2 separate regions of the Sus scrofa genome follow, and region 2 is linked to region 1. A link is a contact called in public HiChIP or PLAC-seq data. All regions are on one chromosome and are shown on one strand. The core of a region is the stretch at or near the end of the contact, and the rest is flanking DNA. Distances in the headings are between cores, read along the strand shown. Region 1 holds the start of INO80D (INO80 complex subunit D). Region 2 holds the start of CREB1 (cyclic AMP-responsive element-binding protein 1).

Evidence for each region. HiChIP or PLAC-seq counts read pairs in DNA pulled down with a chosen protein or histone mark.
Region 2: an H3K27ac HiChIP or PLAC-seq map of alveolar macrophages shows a contact between it and region 1. The contact joins the promoter of CREB1 here to the promoter of INO80D in region 1. A contact is called at or near these places in 1 of 5 promoter capture datasets (liver) and 2 of 2 datasets of contacts at active chromatin or transcription factors (alveolar macrophages and skeletal muscle).

The regions. Positions count from the first base shown.
Region 1 is chr15:109,372,904-109,378,293 of Sscrofa11.1, forward strand. INO80D (INO80 complex subunit D) reads right to left here and starts at 3,711. Exons shown (of 11, transcript XM_021076040.1): 1 at 3,320-3,711. LOC110257148 (a long non-coding RNA gene) reads left to right here and starts at 2,681. Exons shown (of 2, transcript XR_002339396.1): 1 at 2,681-2,741; 2 at 3,378-4,679.
Region 2 is chr15:110,701,884-110,707,794 of Sscrofa11.1, forward strand. CREB1 (cyclic AMP-responsive element-binding protein 1) reads left to right here and starts at 3,665. Exons shown (of 9, transcript XR_002339130.1): 1 at 3,665-3,893. It overlaps LOC102167165, which reads right to left and starts at 4,141. Exons shown (of 3, transcript XM_021074736.1): 1 at 3,943-4,141; 2 at 3,528-3,881. The coding sequence starts at 4,141.

The DNA of each region.
Region 1 (5,390 bases), core at 2,461-4,960:
CTAAAACCAGCCACTACAGTCTGGGTTCTGAGACAAACTGTTACCAGATGGGAGTGGGAAGGAGACTCCACTTCAGTTTGTTTTGCAAAGCACAAAGTTGCATTAGCATTAGTTAAAGGGACTTAGATGGGAGACCAGTGTAGAAGCAGCAGAGTATCTGCTTTGAGAACAATTTGCTGCCTCCAACCCAGTCTTCACCTATTCATCCACTGTTTACAAGTTACCACTACGAGGTGCGGTCTGAGAATACTGCTAACTGTACTCAGATATAAACGACCTCTCATTTTCCATATCTACCGTTCCAAACCTGGACAGTGAGAGCTGCAAGCCCTGGGGGGGGGGGGGCATCTCCCATAAGAATGAATGGATCAGCATTTTTTTTTTAATAACATATTTAACTTTGGGTGTTCTGACTTAGAAATTTTTAAACCCAGGTAAACTATAACTTCATTTCTCTAAAAACAGCACTGACATGATGTGCTGAGAAAAATGCTTGGGGTAGGGTATACAAATTTCCTTAATACAATCTTTCAGAGGAAAGAAAACTTGATTACTTCAAATATATACATTAATCATCTACTTTTGAAACTAAATGTTTAATAGCAAAAAAGCACATTACCTTAGCAATTTAAAATTAAGTCAATATTTGCCCTGAAAGCCTTTTTAGTTTCAAATACAATGTAACTGTTTAGATGATCAAATGCACCATTCCTTCAAGAATAAAGTGGCCCATGGGTGATTAGATTAGGAAAGTGGGGGAGGGGGGTTTGTACAGAACTTTGGGATTTGTACATATATAGTTTTTGAAAGCTTAGCAATGTGAAACTGACCGAATTAGCTTAAAAATATCAAATTATGAGGCAAAAAACTTTTTAAAAATTTATAAAGTCCTAAGAGACTCATAGAGTGATTTCGTCTATCCAATATGCTCTAAAAATAAAGGCAAGCTGTAACAGAAATAACAATTTTGGGTACACCAGTATATGAATACACCCAAATCAATAAGCAATTTCAATTAATCAATAATGTTAAACCACCATTAAATGTAATTTGCATTGCTGTATGAAACCCATACAATCTCAAATATCACGCTTTTCTTAAGTAAAATGCTAAATGGCTGGGTAGCTGTCACTGTGGAGAAACAGAAGGAGTTTTATTTTAGGCAGACAAAAGGAAAACACAACACTTAATAAGGATTACAGAAGGAATCTTGCTTCCACACCAACAGAAGTGAGCACTGACCAAGTCATGGGTTACCCATTGCTCTGCAAGTGCCAGCTTCTCCCTGGGAAATAGTGCTCTGGGGGCTGAGTGGTCAGAATGTGGAACACCTTTACCAGCGAACTCCAGGCTGCACCAGGCAGGACCCACATACCCACACACAAGCTCCTGCCCTAGGTCCGCTAAAAAGCGCAGGGAAGAAAAGAACAAATGAAAGAGTCAAAGTAACCTCTGCAAACCTGCCCAGGCTGGGGGCTGGGAGTAGGGGGCAGGGCACATTAACATCTCGACTTCCACACTAAAGAACCCCAGGAGGTTAAGTGTATAGCCACAGGAAACATCCCATCCCCGAAAAGCAGGAAATCTAGATGTGGAAATTTCAGCTTTCGACATTTTTTTTTTTTTAACTTTCAAAACTCATGCCACCAAAATATAGCTAAATCCGTTTAAACATAGAGGAAAAAAAACAAAAACCATACCCAAACCACACTGTGTCAGCTATGTTCAGTTCCCCGAGGGCTCTTCCACAGACCCTTCTGAGCTGTGGCAATAACAAGTTTCCTTAAAATCCCCATTTTTTCTATTTCGAGGGTCGAACATAACAGTATTGCAAAAATCCAAATAGTTATCATCAGAATAAATAAACGACTCATCTTTAAACTGTAGACCTCGTTTCAGGAGCTGCCCTGCCCACCTCCTCTCCTCCCCCATTCTTACTGCTTCCCAGCAGGGTCCGTCCTGACAGCCAGGGTCTCCCCCTTTGGCTCCTGTCCCCGTGTTTGTTTTCCCGGACAGTGACCAAATAGCACAGGAAACTCCTCCATCTGGGGGCTGCTTCAGCCCCCTCTCACTGACAGTCTCTTCGCCGCTCCCTACATCTTTCCCCCCGCAGGGCTGTCCAAAAAAGGGGGCCCAAGACCCAAAGGATTCCGGGATGAAAGAAGGGTGGGTGCGAAATCTGAAATTAACACCCCCCCGCTTTCCCGGGTAAGGGCTGAAAAAGCGATTAGGAAAGCCTGCCCAGTAGAAATACCACCTGAATTTACCTCCTCCCTTCCCACTGCAAAAAGCCCAGTCACTAACTAATAGACTAAGACAAATCCCTGGAAAACTTTTGCAAACGGGCAGAGAGGGCCCTCTCCCCAGCCGGGGGGCTCCCGGGGACCGGGCTGGAGTTCGCAGCCCTGGAAGGGCTCGCCGGGGGAGCGGGGTGGGGCGCGGGCGAGGGGTGCAGGGGCGGAGTACCTTCCACGGACGGGAACTGGCAAAGAGTTTCAAAATAGCCGAGTGCTCTCCCCCACGCCCTCGGGGGTCGCGAGCGCTAGGACCCGGGCTCCCCGAAAGGAGGCCAGCCCCCAATTCGGGCCTAAAAGGAAACTTTCCGGGCCGCGGCTGCACCTGACTCCTCACCGCCCCTCCACCCCACCCCACGCCCGCCAGGCCGCCCGCCCCGCCCCGGCCTGGCCGCCCGGAGCGCAGAGGAGGGAGAGAAATAAATTCAACTATTACCGGAATCGGGGGTGGGGGGCGTCGGCGAGAGACCCGGGGGAGGGGGCGACTGAGCGCCCATTCCCCACTCCTAGGCCCTGACGCCCCTGTCCCGGCCGCCCGGGCCTGCCGCCCCGCGGGGGAGCCTCCCGGGGGCCCGCGCAGGCTTCGGCCCAGCAGCGCCGCCGTCCCGCCCGGAGGCCCCGGGGGAGCCGAAGGGCGCGGGGAGGCCCGGGTTGCGGGGGCAGGGCGCGGCCCCCGAGAGGCCCGCCGGCCCGAGGCCTAGCCGGCGCCCCCCCCCCCCGCCCCACACCCCCATCCCGGCCCGCGCAGGCCGCGCCGTTCGCCCCGCTCCGGTCCCAGCTGGACCCCCGCCCGGCCGCCGGCCGTCGCTGCCCGTGGGCGCCCCCCAGGTCCCCGGGCCCTGAGCCCCCGACACCCCGGCGCTGGCCCCTCTCACCCTTTCATTCTCTGCCCGGGGCCTGGCGCGGGCCGGCGAATCCCCGGCCTCACGTAAGCGCGCTCGCCGCCCGCCCTGCCAGCGCGGCCCAGCCCGCCGCCCTACGGGAGCCCGGGGATGTGGGCCGGGCCTGGGGCCGCCTCTGCTTACCTTTCAGCTGCTTTTTTTTTTTTCTCCTTCCCCCCTTTTCCCTCGGCTGGGCTGACAGATCAGAGTGAGAGGCGCTGGCAATGGACTAGGAAGCTCGGCTGCCGCTGCTACTGCTCCCCCCTGGGCTCCGGCGAGAGCCTTTCCCTGTCAAGCAAGAGGGGTGAGGATCATATTTTTATTTTGGAAACTAAAAAGTGCTCCCAGGGTCGGTGATTATTAAGGGGAAATCCCTGAATATACTCTCCAGCCAAGAAGGCAGGGCTGCCGGGGCTGCACAAGAAGAGGCAGCAGCCTCCTACAGCACCACTACAGGCACTGCGAGGACATAACACCAGAGAGCAGCTCCTCTGCCCTCCGAAACGACAACTTTCCTACCATCTTGGAGGCAGAGGAAAGGGGGGCCGGGGGGAAAAGTGCACCCGCTCCCGATAAAGTACAAATTTCTACCTCTCATCTCTGGAAAAAGGTCCACACCGGCCGTCTACACCGGCGCCTGGGGGAAAAAAGCGGGCAAGAAACTGGGGGTGCTTGAGAAACGTTTGCATTTGCACCAGGGGGAAAAATGTTTCTGCATCTTCTGATGGAAAGAAATCTTTACAAGACACAGGTTTTCCGGTGATTATTATTTTCTATTTTCTATTTAATTTTTTCCATGTTAGTGACAGTGGGATATGACATTTTTTTTTCAGGCTGATAATGATTTTTTTTTTCATTACAGATCTAAGTTCTGGGTCTGGTGGTCAGTTTATAAATTTGGACTTTAAGAGACTTCATAGCCACTTTATCTTTGCCTACTTACACATTTGTGTATAGAAAATATTTATGTCTCCTTATATTATATATAAGAATTTGTGTTATATAGCCTTCTCCAAACTGAGATTGCTGGAAGACAATTGTAAAAGGATGTCTTTTGTCTCCTTTTCTCAAAGCAATGTAAATAAAACCTATTGACAATCCAGAAAGGCAAGATAGAGCAGTTTATTTTTCACAGTGCAAATTAAGGCAGAGATCACTGGGGGGTTAAATACAACTTAAGTATAACTGACCACGTTTCTGGAAAAAATCCTAATGCTGTTATGTTCTGCCCATGAAGAAAGGTTACTGTAAAACTGGAAATAGATTTTAAAGACAGCATTAGATTTTCTTAAAGAAAAATTGCTTATTTAGAATTATACCAGGCATTTAATTTTTTTTTTATTTTGTTCCTTTAAGGTTCAGATCTTTGGTGCATTACACATATTGCTGTCCACTTTTTGAGAAATATGTCAATTTTTGTTACATTTTTGTTAAGAGTTGACATGTTCAGAACTTCCAGTGTGCTGTCAAACTGTATAAAATACTTTTAATATTTTGCAATGAATGTCATGGATCTATTTTTTTTTTTTTTTAATGAGCAAAGCTTTGTAGACAGATGGGATCAAAGTTACCCAATGCTGAGGTAACCCAGAGGTAAGGGAGAATAGGATGCTGCCCACTTGCAACAATTCCCATAAAACTCTTATTGGAGGAGAATAAATTTCAGAGATATTTTGCTATTTTCATAAAGAAAGAGAAGAGTACTAGAAAATGAACAAAAGGTTTTTTGTATGTTCTACAGGGAAAGATGAATTGATTCTTGTACTAAAAGTTATTTTTCTGACCCATGTTGGCTAACATAGGAGGAATGAATTTGTAATATTAGTGCCTTGAATAAGTTGAATATTTAATTTTCATTTAAAATTTATTACAAAGCATTTAGAAATAACTGCTGACTCATTTTTTAAAAAAATGCTTATTTTTTGAGCATCCAAATTTAGAAATTCCCGTAAAGTGAGTTCAGATAATGCGTATAACAGATTTTTATTAATTTCATGCCGACCCCCATCTTTATCATTTAATTTTGAATACAGTACCTGAATAGTCCTGATTTTCTTTCCCTTACAACTTTCTGAAATCGGTCACCTTGATCATGACAAGGAAATCCGTTCCCTCGATGAAGAAATTTAGTAGACTTGAAAAACATGTTTTGAACAACCTGTTCCTTGTATGTGATGTGACTTTATAGATATGCTTTGAATTTTTCAAGAAATTA
Region 2 (5,911 bases), core at 2,415-4,914, 1.3 Mb after region 1:
CCAGAGATAAGGACGAATGCTAAAGCTGGACGCTTCTAGTTCATCTCTATGGTTTATGAAGATTTCAGAGCAAATTCACGAAATTAGGAGACTACAATTCCAAACCTCAAGTATATCCAAAGAGTATAGTAAAATAACCTGCCCTTGAATGACTGGATGATTGAATGAATAGGTGAATGAATAAAGGTGAGGACAGAGGCCAGAAGAGCAGAAGTCAGGAGAATACATGATTTAAAAACTGTCTGAGGCCCACTAGTCTGTCAGTAGGGCACGAGTGATTAGGGGAAGTAGGCCTGCAGTCAGAAAGCACCTAGGAAGTTAGCAAAGTAACTAAGACATGAAGAGGTACGGCCTAAATGAAGGTCAGTGTGAATAAAAAGGAAGAATATAAGGAAATTTTAAAATAAAAAAATTACCATATGTGGCAATAAGTTAGGTTATGAGTAAATAATTCCAATATTTTGGTATCATGTATAGGGTTAGAGTGAGAACAAGAGCAGGAAGATGATAAGCTCAATTTTGAAAATGTATTTGATGCAAGGGTGAGATACATAAATAAAGCTAGAAATAGGCAACATCTTAATTAACACTTATTACATGTCCAACATTGTGCCAAGTACACTTTCCATGAATGATCTCATTTAATTACCACAATAACACTATGATGTAGGTGCTATTAACCTTCTTTTCACAGATGGGAAAACTGAGGCACAAGAGTGAAGAATATGCCCAAAGTCACACAGCTACCAAGTAGCCAAACCAAGATTTGAACCCCAAAAATATTAAGAAATGTTGCCTGGGACCACACAGATATTCATTACTTGTTCAACAAATATTTAACAAGCACCCCTACATTCTAGACATTATACTAGGGATGAGAGGGGAGGAGAAATACTGGTGGTGAACAAGACAGACACGGTCCCAACCTGCACAGACCTTACATGGACATTAAACAAATAATTACAAGTATGATGAATCGGAAAAGAAAGTGTTGTTACAGTTAGATAGGAGGAATGGGTGACAGAAAAGAATCCCAAGGGAACTAGAATAGCATGTATAAATATTTTGAGGTGAGTGCCTACAGTAGGGAAGAAGAGAGAAGAGTCTGGAAAAACTAAAAAAGACTAATATGACTGGAGTACAGAGAGCTAGGAGGCTGAAAAGATAATGGAGGGCCTGGTCTCCAGGATAAGGATTTAAGATTGTGTTCAGTGAGCAAAAGGAAGTTACTGGAGGGAATCAAGCAGGGTAGTGACTTGGCCAGATCTGTATCTGTTTAATAATACTGCTTTGGCTACAGTACGGCAAATAGATTAGAATAAGCCAAGAGCAATTTTGTAGGACCTGGGTGGTCCTACAAAGACCAAGCAAGAGATAAAGGTAGCTTAGCTTAGACTTGAGTGCAACGAAAAAGTGGTCATAAGAATGGAGAGAAGCCACAAATCGAATTTTTTTAAGGTGGTCTAAATGATTCTGATGTGTGTCAGAGGTATCTTAGGTTTTTTGCTTTTTTTTTTTTTTGGCTTTTCTAGGGCCACTCTCTCGGCATATGGAGAGTCCCAGGCTAGGGGTCTAATTGGAGCCACCGGCCTACGCCAGAGCCACAGCAACGCAGGATCCAAGCCGCGTCTGCGATCTACACCACAGCTCATGGCAACGCCGGATCCTTAACCCACTGAGCAAGGCCAGGGATGGAACCCGCAACCTCATGGTTCCTAGTCGGATTCGTTAACCACTGCACCACGATGGGAACTCCTCTTAGGTTTCTGAAGAGAGTAGATGGATAGGATACCCTTTACTGATCCAAAGGCTATGGAAGGAGAGTTTGGAAGGAATATGATATACAGGTTGAGTCTGACATGCCCCAGTCACCCAGATCAAAGTGTAGCAAAGGCAGTTAGAAACATGAATCTACAGCTCAAGAGCAAGATCTCAGCTTGAGTATGAGTTGGACAGTTTTTGGCAGAGGGCATTTGAAGATACTGGAAAAGGATGAGATCTCTAGGAAAGTGCGTATGGTGGGTCTCAAGAAGAGTGCTCAGCTTAGCAGGATTGCCGTATTGAGGAGGTGGCTAAAGGAGAGGCTGTCTGTTTAAAAAAAAAAAAAAAAAAAAAAAAAGAGGTAAAAGGAAAAACTATAAGAGTGGAGGGAAGAGCACATTTGGAGGAGAGAATGGGCAATCGTATAAAAATGCCAGAATGAGGTCTTGAAGATGATGACTGACGCTTGTCTGGGAAAATTCAGAGCTGCTTCAAGGGTGTGGTAACAACAGAAGCTAGACTGGAGAGGAGTGGGACATGAGAGAACGCCCATGGGATAAGAGACAATTGCGTGTGGAGAGGGAGTTAAGGAGAGGTATCTTAAAGAAATGAGAGACTTAGCCTCGTTCAAGTACTAGACAGAAATGCCAATAGAGAAGGAAAGGTTGACAATAACGCAAGGAAAGGGGAGTATTCTTCAGCCCAAAGAGAGTGCAGGAGGGGCTCTAGAGTACCAGGCTAGGGAACTCTCACAGGAAGTCAGTACGGGGCGGGGCCTAGATTTGGATACTCTCTTGCTTCCTGAAAGATGTTTGCTTTAAGAGCCAGAAAGAGCTATAACAGACATGAAACCCCGGGGAGAGAACTGCCGGTTTCAATAAAAAAAAGGATAATGGAAAGTCAGTATCATGGTCTCGGGTGACCTCTGCGAGAGCAGTTTCAGTAGCTTCGAGGCAACGGCAACGGAAGTCACGCTGCCGGTTTAGAGAGGGAGTAGGTGGCGAAGAAAAGGGTGCAGCGGGTGCAAACCAGCGCCGGAGAAAACGGGTTGTGAAAAGACAGCGACACGGGATGGTGCGGGGCGGGGCGGGGAGGAAGGGAAGACATTCCGAGAGTGTTAAAGAGCAACCTCGGTCAGAGCAGGTCATAGCTAGGAGGCCAAAGATGTGACCGACGGGCCTGGCCACCCTCGCTGCCGCGCTAAACCCCGCCAGGCGCGCGAAGTCCCAGAGCTTCTGCCCCCCGAAACAGAATAGCCCCACTGGCGGCCGCCAGGTTTCTCACTGGATTCTCAGAGCAGAGCCAGCCAGCCTGCCCACAGAGAGGGAAAACCCTCCCCACCAGGACCCACGACGCCCGTGGGCAGGACCGGGTCAGCGCCGCGGCCTTGAGGCCCATCGCCCGGCCGAGGCCCCAGGGGTCAGGGGCGACCGCAGAGCCGCAGCAGCCTTCCTCCCCGCCTCGCAGGACTGCGGACCCGGAGCTGCGTCACCCTCGTCCCGGCAGCGTCTGAAAGTCCCCGAGCCGGCGGTGCTCCGAAGCCCAGACCCGGCTCGCCGTAGCCGCCCTAGAACCCGCCGCTTACCGCCGAAAGGCAGCCGGCGCGGGGGTTTCCAACAAGCCGTCGACACCCCTCGGGAATTCCCCACCCGGCCACACACAAGCCCAACTTCTTCCTGCAAATTTCCGCAGCCGGTTTTATCCGTCTATACCCAGCGAGGAGACGTAGACCACTCCTCCCCACCCTGCCGCCCGCCCCAGCCCACCTTCTCCTTCCCTCATCCCGCGGAACCCCTCCGCCGCGCCCGAGGGAACCCGAAGGTCTTCGGCAAGTTCCGCCTCCAGAGCGGAGGGCGGGGCCGCTCGAGCTCCACCGGGCCGAGCTCGGCTGTTTCCGTGCGCGGCCGCTGCGCACTCGGCACTGGGCGGCGCTGGCTGGCTCCCTGGCTGCGAGTCCTCAGTCGGCGGCGGCTGCTGCTGCCTGTGGCCCGGGCGGCTGGGAGAAGCGGAGTGTTGGTGAGTGACGCGGCGGAGGTGTAGTTTGACGCGGTGTGTTACGTGGGGGAGAGAATAAAACTCCAGCGAGATCCGGGCCGCGAACGAAAGCAGTGACGGAGGAGCTTGTACCACCGGTAAGAGGAGCAGGAGGAGGAGGCAGGAGCCGGAGAGAGCCGGGGGGACGGAGGGGGGACGGGGAGGCGCCGGACACCCGCGCTCGGGGCCTTCCCCTCGCAGGAGGGGCCGCGGTAAAGATGGAGCCTCCGCCCGAGCCCCACACCATCGCCGCCGCTCGCAGCGAACAAAGAATAATGGCGGCGGACTGGAGCCAGCGGCGGCCGGGGCGGCAGCGACTCTGCCTGCAGCCAGCGGCGGCGCTCATGGCGGGGGGCGGCGGGCGGGGTGGGAGCCGGCGGCCGGGGGTGTGTGCGGGCGGCCGGCCGCGGAAAGCTGGCGCCCGCGTTCCCGCCGCCGCCGCCGCCGCCGCCGGGCCGGGCGCGGAGCCGGGAGCCCGGAGCCCGGAGTCGCCCCGGGGGAGGCCGCCCGCGGGCCCGGCCCGGCCCGGCAATGCCCACCGCGCCGCTCGCCGGCCCCCGCCGCCCGCCTCGCCCCCGGCCCAGCCTGACCCGGCCCGCTGTCCGCCGGGGCAGCGCGCCGGGGTGCCCGCGGGGGGTGGAGGAGGAAGAAGGCGACAGTTGAGGGCAGAGGAGGTGAAGGTGCCTGCCTTCCTGGTCGCCTCCGTGTCTGCCATGCCCGCTTCGCGAGGGGAAGCGCTGCTGCGTCTGACCTACTCTCCTCTCCACTCTCTTTGTGCAATAAAGTTCGAAACCCAAGGTTTCCTCTCGTACTGTATTTTATTCACGCCTTTTCCCTCGGCTCCCACCCCACTGGGAAAATGCTGTTTTCTGTGCTTTTCTGCTTAGATGAGGCGATGAGAACTCGCGCTTTTTAAGATAATTTTTGACTCTTTGCTCACCCTCTTTTTTTTTTTTTTAAGTTAGTAGTCATGGAAATGCATTCTTTGGGGGAGGAAGGGGGTGCTAAGAAAAACATATTTGTAATAACTTTTTAAAAACTGTTGGGATCTTGTAAAAGGGAAGCTGATGTTTGAGAACAAGTTTCGGTTTTAACCCTTTTCAATAAGGTTAATGCTCACTTGAGAGCTATCATTCTGAAACACTTCGTTGAAACGAATATTAGGCGATGTACTTTTGTTTTACATCACTTTTTTTTTTTTTTTTTTGGCCTGACGTGCCTTTGGCGTTGGGTCTTCAAGATCTACCCTCGAACCCCTACCGTGTTTCTCACGCAAATAAGAGATTGGTTAATACTAATTCTAAAAATAGGTATCTAAAAGTATCCATTATCTGTCTCCTGTACTAGGTAACCCCAGCCTCAGACCGACAATAATTTAAACCACAAGATTTATTTTTTCTTTGCCTGTTAGGGAAAAGGGACAGCAGAAAAGTCATTGACACATCAAAGATTAAAAGACAATTTTTAAAGGACCAGAGATATGACCTATTTAAGTTTGTCTTACTTCCCTTCTTGAGAAGTTAGAATTTCGTGCTAGCCTTAGCTTGCTTCATTTCTGCCTTCTTAAAGTTAAGTATAAAAGATGCTTTTCGTCGCCAGCTATTGAAATCTTTTACACTCATTTCCTAATTTGAAAGTAAAGCCAAAATGGTTATTTTAGGTGGTACAAAAGACGAGCTCGGATTTGTTTTCAAAATATCTGTCACAGTGTGATAGAATTGTGATTGATACAAGGTTTCTTGTTAGGAATAAATATTGTTAGTAGAAGCACTGTCTTCTGATTTTCTCTATCCAAGTCACTTTTGCAAAACCTGCCTTGCTGTATTGCAAGTCTTTAAAAAACCACATTAACATTTTGTCATTGCCAAGAAACTTGATTAAGAAGATATAATAAAGAGTTTTCCCATAGGATTGGAAAGATGTTTTATTTCCAAACACTGAGGAAATTATAGGATTGATGATACTGTAGATTACTGGTTTTCCTTAAGAATTTTTCTGCAAATCCGCATAACTTGGGAAGAATTTTTTTCCCTTTAGAGAGACAATGACTCTGATTTTGTGAAAGTTTTAAAAAATGTTTTCCGATGGGCTTTTTTCTTCAGTCTTATCCAAAAGA